2 separate regions of the Anser cygnoides genome follow, and region 1 is linked to region 2. A link is a contact called in public Hi-C data. All regions are on one chromosome and are shown on one strand. The core of a region is the stretch at or near the end of the contact, and the rest is flanking DNA. Distances in the headings are between cores, read along the strand shown. Region 1 has its middle 190 kb from the start of MN1. Region 2 holds the start of MN1 (MN1 proto-oncogene, transcriptional regulator).

Region 1 (3,352 bases), core at 451-2,950, 190 kb after region 2:
TCCCACTGTGCATGCTGGCAAATGCAGGCAGGCACATGGGGTGTCTGCCTGTGCACTCTGGCACAAACCGTGCCTTAGTCTTGCCCTGTTGCAGGCTTCCCTTGCTTTTACATCAGCCTATACTGGAGTTTTGGTTGCTCTGTGTGGTCCAGTTCTCCGCCAGCTCATGCTGCTGCCATGATGCAGAACGGTGCATCCCATCAGGATAGCCACAGAAATCCCACCTCCCCATACCATGCTGCTGCAGGCGTTCGAGCCCCTGGGAATGGAGGTGGAATTTGCCCTTTCACTGTTGGGTCTGGAGGCTGGGCTGTGCTCCTCCTCCTCCTCCTCCTCCTCCCCGGCGGCAGCAGGAGCTGCTGCACTGCGCCCCACCGCAGCCCGCGGCTGCAGGAGCTGGCAGGGGAAGCGCTGCAGGGACAAGTCCCCCACGCTGCCAAGGACACAGGCACCACCAGCAGCTGCTCGGCTCGGCAAAACTCTCTTGGGAGCCTTAGGCAGCATGAAGATGCCTTGAATGATTCCTGGCTCTGTGGATGGGATGTTTTATGGTGTCCTCCCATCTTCGGCGTCGTCAGGGTGGGACTTGGGTACTGTCACGGGGTTCATATTAAACATGATGGATCTTATTGTAATCCTTGGAGCCTACGTGAAAAGATACTCTCTAGACGTCTATAAAACATGCTGGGATTTGCAATTAAAATACCTGGGTGGTGACTGTGTGCCCACAACCAGCTTTCCCCTCCCTCTTCAGTTTAGAACAGCTCCATGTAAACCCTGTTTTGCAATAGTTGTTTAAATAACAAGCTGCCTTCAAAGGAATATATTTAGAATGGAGGGCTTTCCCCCCATAAGTACACTCTGAATGTTTGAATGATTTCAGCTGGTTTGGCGAGAGTTTCCTGTGATATCATGATCTGATCATTTCTTTGTGGACTTACTGTGCTAAGCCCTGGAAGGCTTGCAGCTCTCACGGCTCTGCTCTGCGCAGCACTACAGGCCGCACTTGCAGGCGCACACCGGCTGGGTGCAGGGCAATGGACATGGGGACGATGATGTGCCAGCCAGGCCTTCTGCAGGCCGCTGCAAGCAGCTGGGGCAGCAGCTTTCTGCTGGGCATCCACTGGCGTTTCCCTTTGGGAGCACTGTTTTCTGTAGGCACTGTTGCAGAGGAGCCATGACTGCATGACCATAGGGGGACAGCTAGCGTGGCCCTGACTAGGTACTTTCCCTGCAATTGCACGTGTGACCAGCACTGTAAGGTCTGCAAAGTCTCTGTAAGGCAGAAGGTGGGTAGGCTAACTAAAAAAAAAAAAAAAAGATCTAGCATAGAGAAGTGCATTTACAGTGTTCATATAAGCAATTGCTCTGATTTACACCTGCAGCAGGAAGAGGCCAGAAGAATTTTTCTGAATGTCAAACAAATATTGATCTTTTAGTTTTGTAAATAACTCTGCTCCACCTGCCCACAGGTGACGTGCGGCAAAGTGCCCTGCCCCGCTCTGCTGGGGACAGCTGCCTCCTCGGCTCTGCGCTGCAGCCGGTGCCTGGTGGTGCCCAGCCAGTTCCCACCCTTATCTGCTGCTTTCAGATGTTCGGGAAGGTGGGAATCAACAACTGTAGAGCTGATAGTTTTTTGGCTAGGTCATGGTCAGGTTTCTGTGATTTTTTCAGCAAAAGCAGCGTAGCAATTCATGAGCAAAAGGACAAGAGAAATATTTGCTTTCCCAGTACAAACATGTCCCTTCTGACCGGCTCAGCCCTGCAGGCCGAGTGCTGGAGTCTGGTCAGTGGGAGGCAGCACCAGGGCTCCGTGCTCCACAGCCAGCCTGGTGCTCGGGGCAGGAGGGGAGAGCCCAAGGGGAAGACCTGGGACCCAGCGTGTGCATCTGAGGACCCCGTGCTGAGCAGGCTCCTTGCGAGGGCTTTGTTCCTGGGAGCCACCACAGTGCTGGAGGAGTCCTGCTGCTCTGGGGAGGTGTAATCAGCAGCACACAGCCTCCCCAAGGCAGCTCTGATCACGTCGCCGCAGCTCTCCAAATTTTCTGTCCAGGTGAAGCTGAGGAGGGCTGGTGCAGCAGGATGAGCTCCCCTCCCTCCGGGCTGCTCCTCGCCGTGAGTAGTGCCTGCTGCCCAGCCTGGCTGTGTGCTGGCCGCCTTGCGCGTCAGAGCAGCACGCGGAGCTGTCTCGGTTCTGGTGTTGGACAAAATACGGTACAGAAGGATGTAAAATAAGCCCTGAATTACTCTTCACAGCCTCCTTGCAAACCCACCTAAAAGGAGCTTGGCTGTAGCAGAGAGCTAGGTGGCTGGAGCTGCAGACCCATTTTTCAGCTGCTGTTGTGCAGTGTCTGAAAAGAAAGGCAACTCCCACTGGATATTTTCAGTGGGGGCTGACACATGTTACTACTTCTGTAGCTGACATCAGAGGAAAACTCAGACCACTGTGGTCTACTTTGCTCTTGGAGATGTTTTTTGACCAGATATTTGTTAAATCACTCTACCTCCCCTATTTTCTTCAGCTGTTTAAGATGCTGTCTTCCACAAATAAAAGGTATCTAGGCAATGAACATCATGCACAAGATGAAAAAAAAACAAACTGTGCCTTAACTGCCAAAATGCAAGCATTTGTGCAGCAAGCTGTATACATTTTCAGTGCAAGATTCCCCTTGATATTCCCCAAAGAATTTTGAAGAATGTATTTTAAATCAAGAAGAACAAAGTCTGCTCCCCAGTTGTGAGAATGGAGCCCACCGTAAGTCCATGGTATGCAGCATTGTAGTAGTGCTCCTTGGACTGAGGCACAGGCATAAGGTCTTTCATGCGATTGAAAGAAATGCATGACTAAATAGCTTTTTGTGCTTTGAAATGTATGTTGCAGTCTCATTTGAGAAGCAGATTGAGAAGTCCCACAGCCCAGAATTTTTCATACATGCTGATCTTGACGGTCAAATCCTGCTTTCTGATCCCAGACGCGCGAGCGGTGCTGGAGGGGTGCTGCTGGCTGCCAGGCCTGGGAGGCAGCGTGGTCAGGATGCCAGGCGGTGCCTCTGCTTCGGCTTCCTTGGATGTTTTACCGTGTGCAAGGCACTGACTGAGCCCACCCATGCCCACCTCCAGGGCACATCCAGCTGTCCTCTTAGCTCTGGGCCTCCCCAAATACACTTACTGCAAGGCTAATCGCAATAAGAGTTACTCCAGCAGGGCTCCCCACTTACTGCTCTGAGCAGACGGAAGGGCCTCGTGGTGACCCCCCCCGGCCTTGGCCCTGGGGTGGGTGTGCTGGGAGGCACTGGGACACTGGGGTGGTACCTGGCCACAGCCAAGCACCTGGGAAGGATGAGCAGTGCCC
Region 2 (3,228 bases), core at 21-2,520:
GCGCGGGGCGGGCGGGCGGCAGGGGGCGCTGTGCCCGTTCGGAACGGCCGCTCCGACGGCGCGCACGCAGGCGCAGAGGGAGGCGGCGGCGGGCGGGGGCGCGGAGCCCCGGGAGCGCGGGGCCGGGCCGGGCCGGGCCGCGCGGAGGCGCTGGGGGGGGGGGCGCGGGGCCGCTGCGCTGCCGGGCGGCGCGGCCGTAGGCCCGGACCGCGGCCGGCGGGGGCACGGGCCCGGGGGGCCGGCGGCTCCCCTTTGTCACCGCCTTCCCGCTGCGGACGGGACTTGCTTCCCGTTCCTTTGTGCCGCCGTCAGGCTGCGCGGCTCCTGCTTTTTGCCCTGGTACCAGCCCGGCCCCGCAGCCCCCCTCTCCCTTGTCACTTGGCTAAGTAATAATTTCCACGTCCAATTCCATTTCTTTTCTAGTTCTGAAATCTCCGAGCCATCAGCAAGGAGGATAGTTCACATGAAAACTAATTACACAAAATCAATATTTAATCACAGCGCAGCATCCTGATCCTGCAGGAAAAAAAAAAATCCCTTTAAACTCTCCTGCCTCATACCAATACTTCTCGGCCGCATATTTATAGATCTCTCTTTATATTTGTTTATTTTTTTTTTTTTGTGGAGTATTTTTTTTTCTTTTTTAAGCTACTGACACGTGCGAGCTGCGAACACCTCAAGCGCCTCACCCTGCCGGGTGTTTCCAACCCCCCGGCGCTATCGGGCATTTATTTCCCCCCAGGGATGCCGCGCTCCGACAGCCCCGCTCCCGCTCCCGCTGGCCGCGGCCGGACCCCGACGGGGCGCCGCGCTCGGGCTCCGCGCGGTGCCGCCGGCTTCGCTGGGGCGGCCGGAGCGCCCAGCCGCTCCTTCTGCCGGCTCGCCGCGCCGCAGGGGCCGGCCGCGCCCGTGCGCTCGGAGCACCGGGACACGCCGCGGCCGGCGAGCGGCGCAGACCCCGACCCCCGCCGCCCGGTTCCGGCCTCCGCGCCCCGCTCCCCGCCGCGCTTCCCCGACCGCGCTCCGGGACTCCGCCGGCTCGGCCGGGCCGGGGCCGGCACCGGCGGCTCCGCGCGGGCTCCCCCGGCCGCCCGCGTCCCCCCGCGCCGCGGGAGCAGCGGCGGCGCCGGCCCGGGGCAGCGGCCGGAGCGCGCCGAGGGGGCGGGCGGGGCGCGGGGCCGGGCGCTCGGCGGAGCCACCTTAACGGCGAGCCCCGCCCCGGGCCGCGCGGCGCTCATTGGCGCAGCCCCGATGGCTGAAATTCATCGCTGAAATGCAAAACTTGTTGCTGCTCCGCCAGCGCCGGCTGAGAGCGGGGGAGCGCGCGCGAGGGGAGCGCCGCGGAGCCCTCCCAGCGCCCGCCCGCAGCCCCGGCCCCGGCCCCGCCGCCCCGCCGCCGCCGGAGCCCTGCGAGCCGCCGGCCGCGGGCAGCGAGCGGCGAGCGCCCGGCGGGCCGGCGATGCGGCGCGCAGCTGCCGGGCGCCGGAGCCTATGAGCGGCGGCGCGCCGCCCCGTCGGCTCTCGGGCAGCGCAGCGCGGCCGGCGCCGGGCGGCAGCGAGCGGCGAGCCGCCGGGGGTGAGCGCGGGCGGGCGGCCGGTGCCGGTGCCGGCGGCGCGGCGGCGCGGCACGATGTGAGCGGGGCCGCCGAGCCGCGGCGGCCGGTGCGGAGGGCAGCGGGACGGCGGAGCCGCGCGGGCGGCCATGCCCTTCTGAGCCGCGCAGGATGTTCGGGCTGGAGCAGTTCGAGCCGCAGATGAGCAGCCGGAGCGCCGGGCAGGGGGAGCGGGGCTTCGGCCAGCCCGGACTGAGCATGAGCGCGCACTTCAAGGCGCCGGCCTTCCCCGGCGGCGGCCCGGCGGCGGCGGCGGCGGTGGACCCGGCCCTGGGCGCGCTGGGCGAGCCGCCCCTCCTGGGCATGAACATGAGCCTGGCCGGCGACGCGTACGGCTTCCCGGGCCGCGGCCCCGCCGAGCTGCACGGCGGCGGCATGCAGCCGCCGGTGCACGGCTTCTTCGGCGGGCAGCAGCCGCACGGCGGCCACGGCGGCGCCCACCACCCCCACCAGCACCACCCGCACTTCGGCGGCAACTTCGGGCCCGACCCCGGCGCCTCCTGCGTGCACGGCGGCCGGCTCCTGGGCTACAGCGGCGCGCTGGGCGGGCAGACGGCGTTCGCCGACGGCTACGAGCACATGGCCGAGAGCCAGGGCGCCGAGGGCTTCGGACAGCAGCGCCCCGGGAACCTGCCCGACTTCCAGCACCACAGCGCCGGCGCCTCCAGCCACGCCGTGCCGGCGCCCTGCCTGCCCCTCGACCAGTCCCCGAACCGCGCCGCCTCCTTCCACGGGCTGCCGGCGGCCGGCTCCTCCGAGCCCCACGGCCTGGAGCAGCGGCGGCTCCCCGCGCAGGGCGGCGTGGACTCTCTGGAATACAATTACCCCGGCGACGGCCCCGCCGGGCACTTCGAGCTGCCCGTCTTCTCGCCGTCGGAGCCCGAGGGGCAGCTGCCGCACTACGGAGGCGGGCGGCAGGTGCCGGCGGGCGGCAGCTACCCGGGGACACCCTCCCTGCCCCGGGCACCGGGCATGGCCGTGGCCAAGGCGCACCCGCCGCAGCAGCACGGCGTCTTCTTCGAGCGCTTTGGGGGGGCGCGGAAGATGTCCGCCAGCCTGGAGCCGGGGGCCAGCACCAGGCACCCGTTGATGCAGCAGCAGCAGCAGCAGCCGCCGCAGCCGCAGCAGCCGCCGGGCTTGCTGGCCAGACAGAACTCCTGCCCGCCAGCCATCCCTAGGCAACAGCAAACAGAAGCCAATGCTCCCAACCCCAACTTGCAGGACAATGGGCCAATAATGCAGAACCAGCATGCACAGTTTGAATACCCTATTCACAGACTGGAGAACAGGAATATGCATCCCTACACCGACCCCGTGTTTAATATGCAGCACCCTCCTCCACAACAGCCACCAAATCAAAGACTGCAGCACTTCGATGCCCCCTACGTGAGCGTCGCCAAGAGGCCGCGGTTCGACTTCCCCAGCAACCCCGGCGTCGAGCGCTGCGCCTCCTGGGGCGGCAGCATGCACGGCCCCGCCATGGAGAGCCACCTCTCCCCGTCGGCCTACCCCGGCCTGCCGGGCGAGTTCACCCCGCCGGCGCCAGAGGCCTTTGGGGGGCCACTGCCACACGGTGGCCCCGAGCACCCGGCGCTGGCGCAGCGCCAGAACGCAG

What was found. Hi-C and Micro-C count contacts between places; a contact is called where the count stands out from the background.
Region 1: a Hi-C map of liver shows a contact between it and region 2, with 4 times the contacts expected there. The contact joins the enhancer-like site here to the promoter of MN1 in region 2. A contact is called at or near these places in 2 of 7 Hi-C or Micro-C datasets (both in liver).

Annotation. Positions count from the first base shown.
Region 1 is chr17:752,256-755,607 of Taihu_goose_T2T_genome, forward strand. No RefSeq gene overlaps it. Among named protein-coding and RNA genes, the nearest start is that of MN1, 190 kb to the left of the region's middle. Within about 2 kb of position 1,701, at least 2 of the 3 cell types and tissues checked have open chromatin away from gene starts, as enhancers often do. A contact at or near this core is called in liver, where this site is marked.
Region 2 is chr17:566,981-570,208 of Taihu_goose_T2T_genome, forward strand. MN1 (MN1 proto-oncogene, transcriptional regulator) reads left to right here and starts at 1,271. Exons shown (of 2, transcript XM_066979283.1): 1 at 1,271-3,228. The coding sequence starts at 1,725.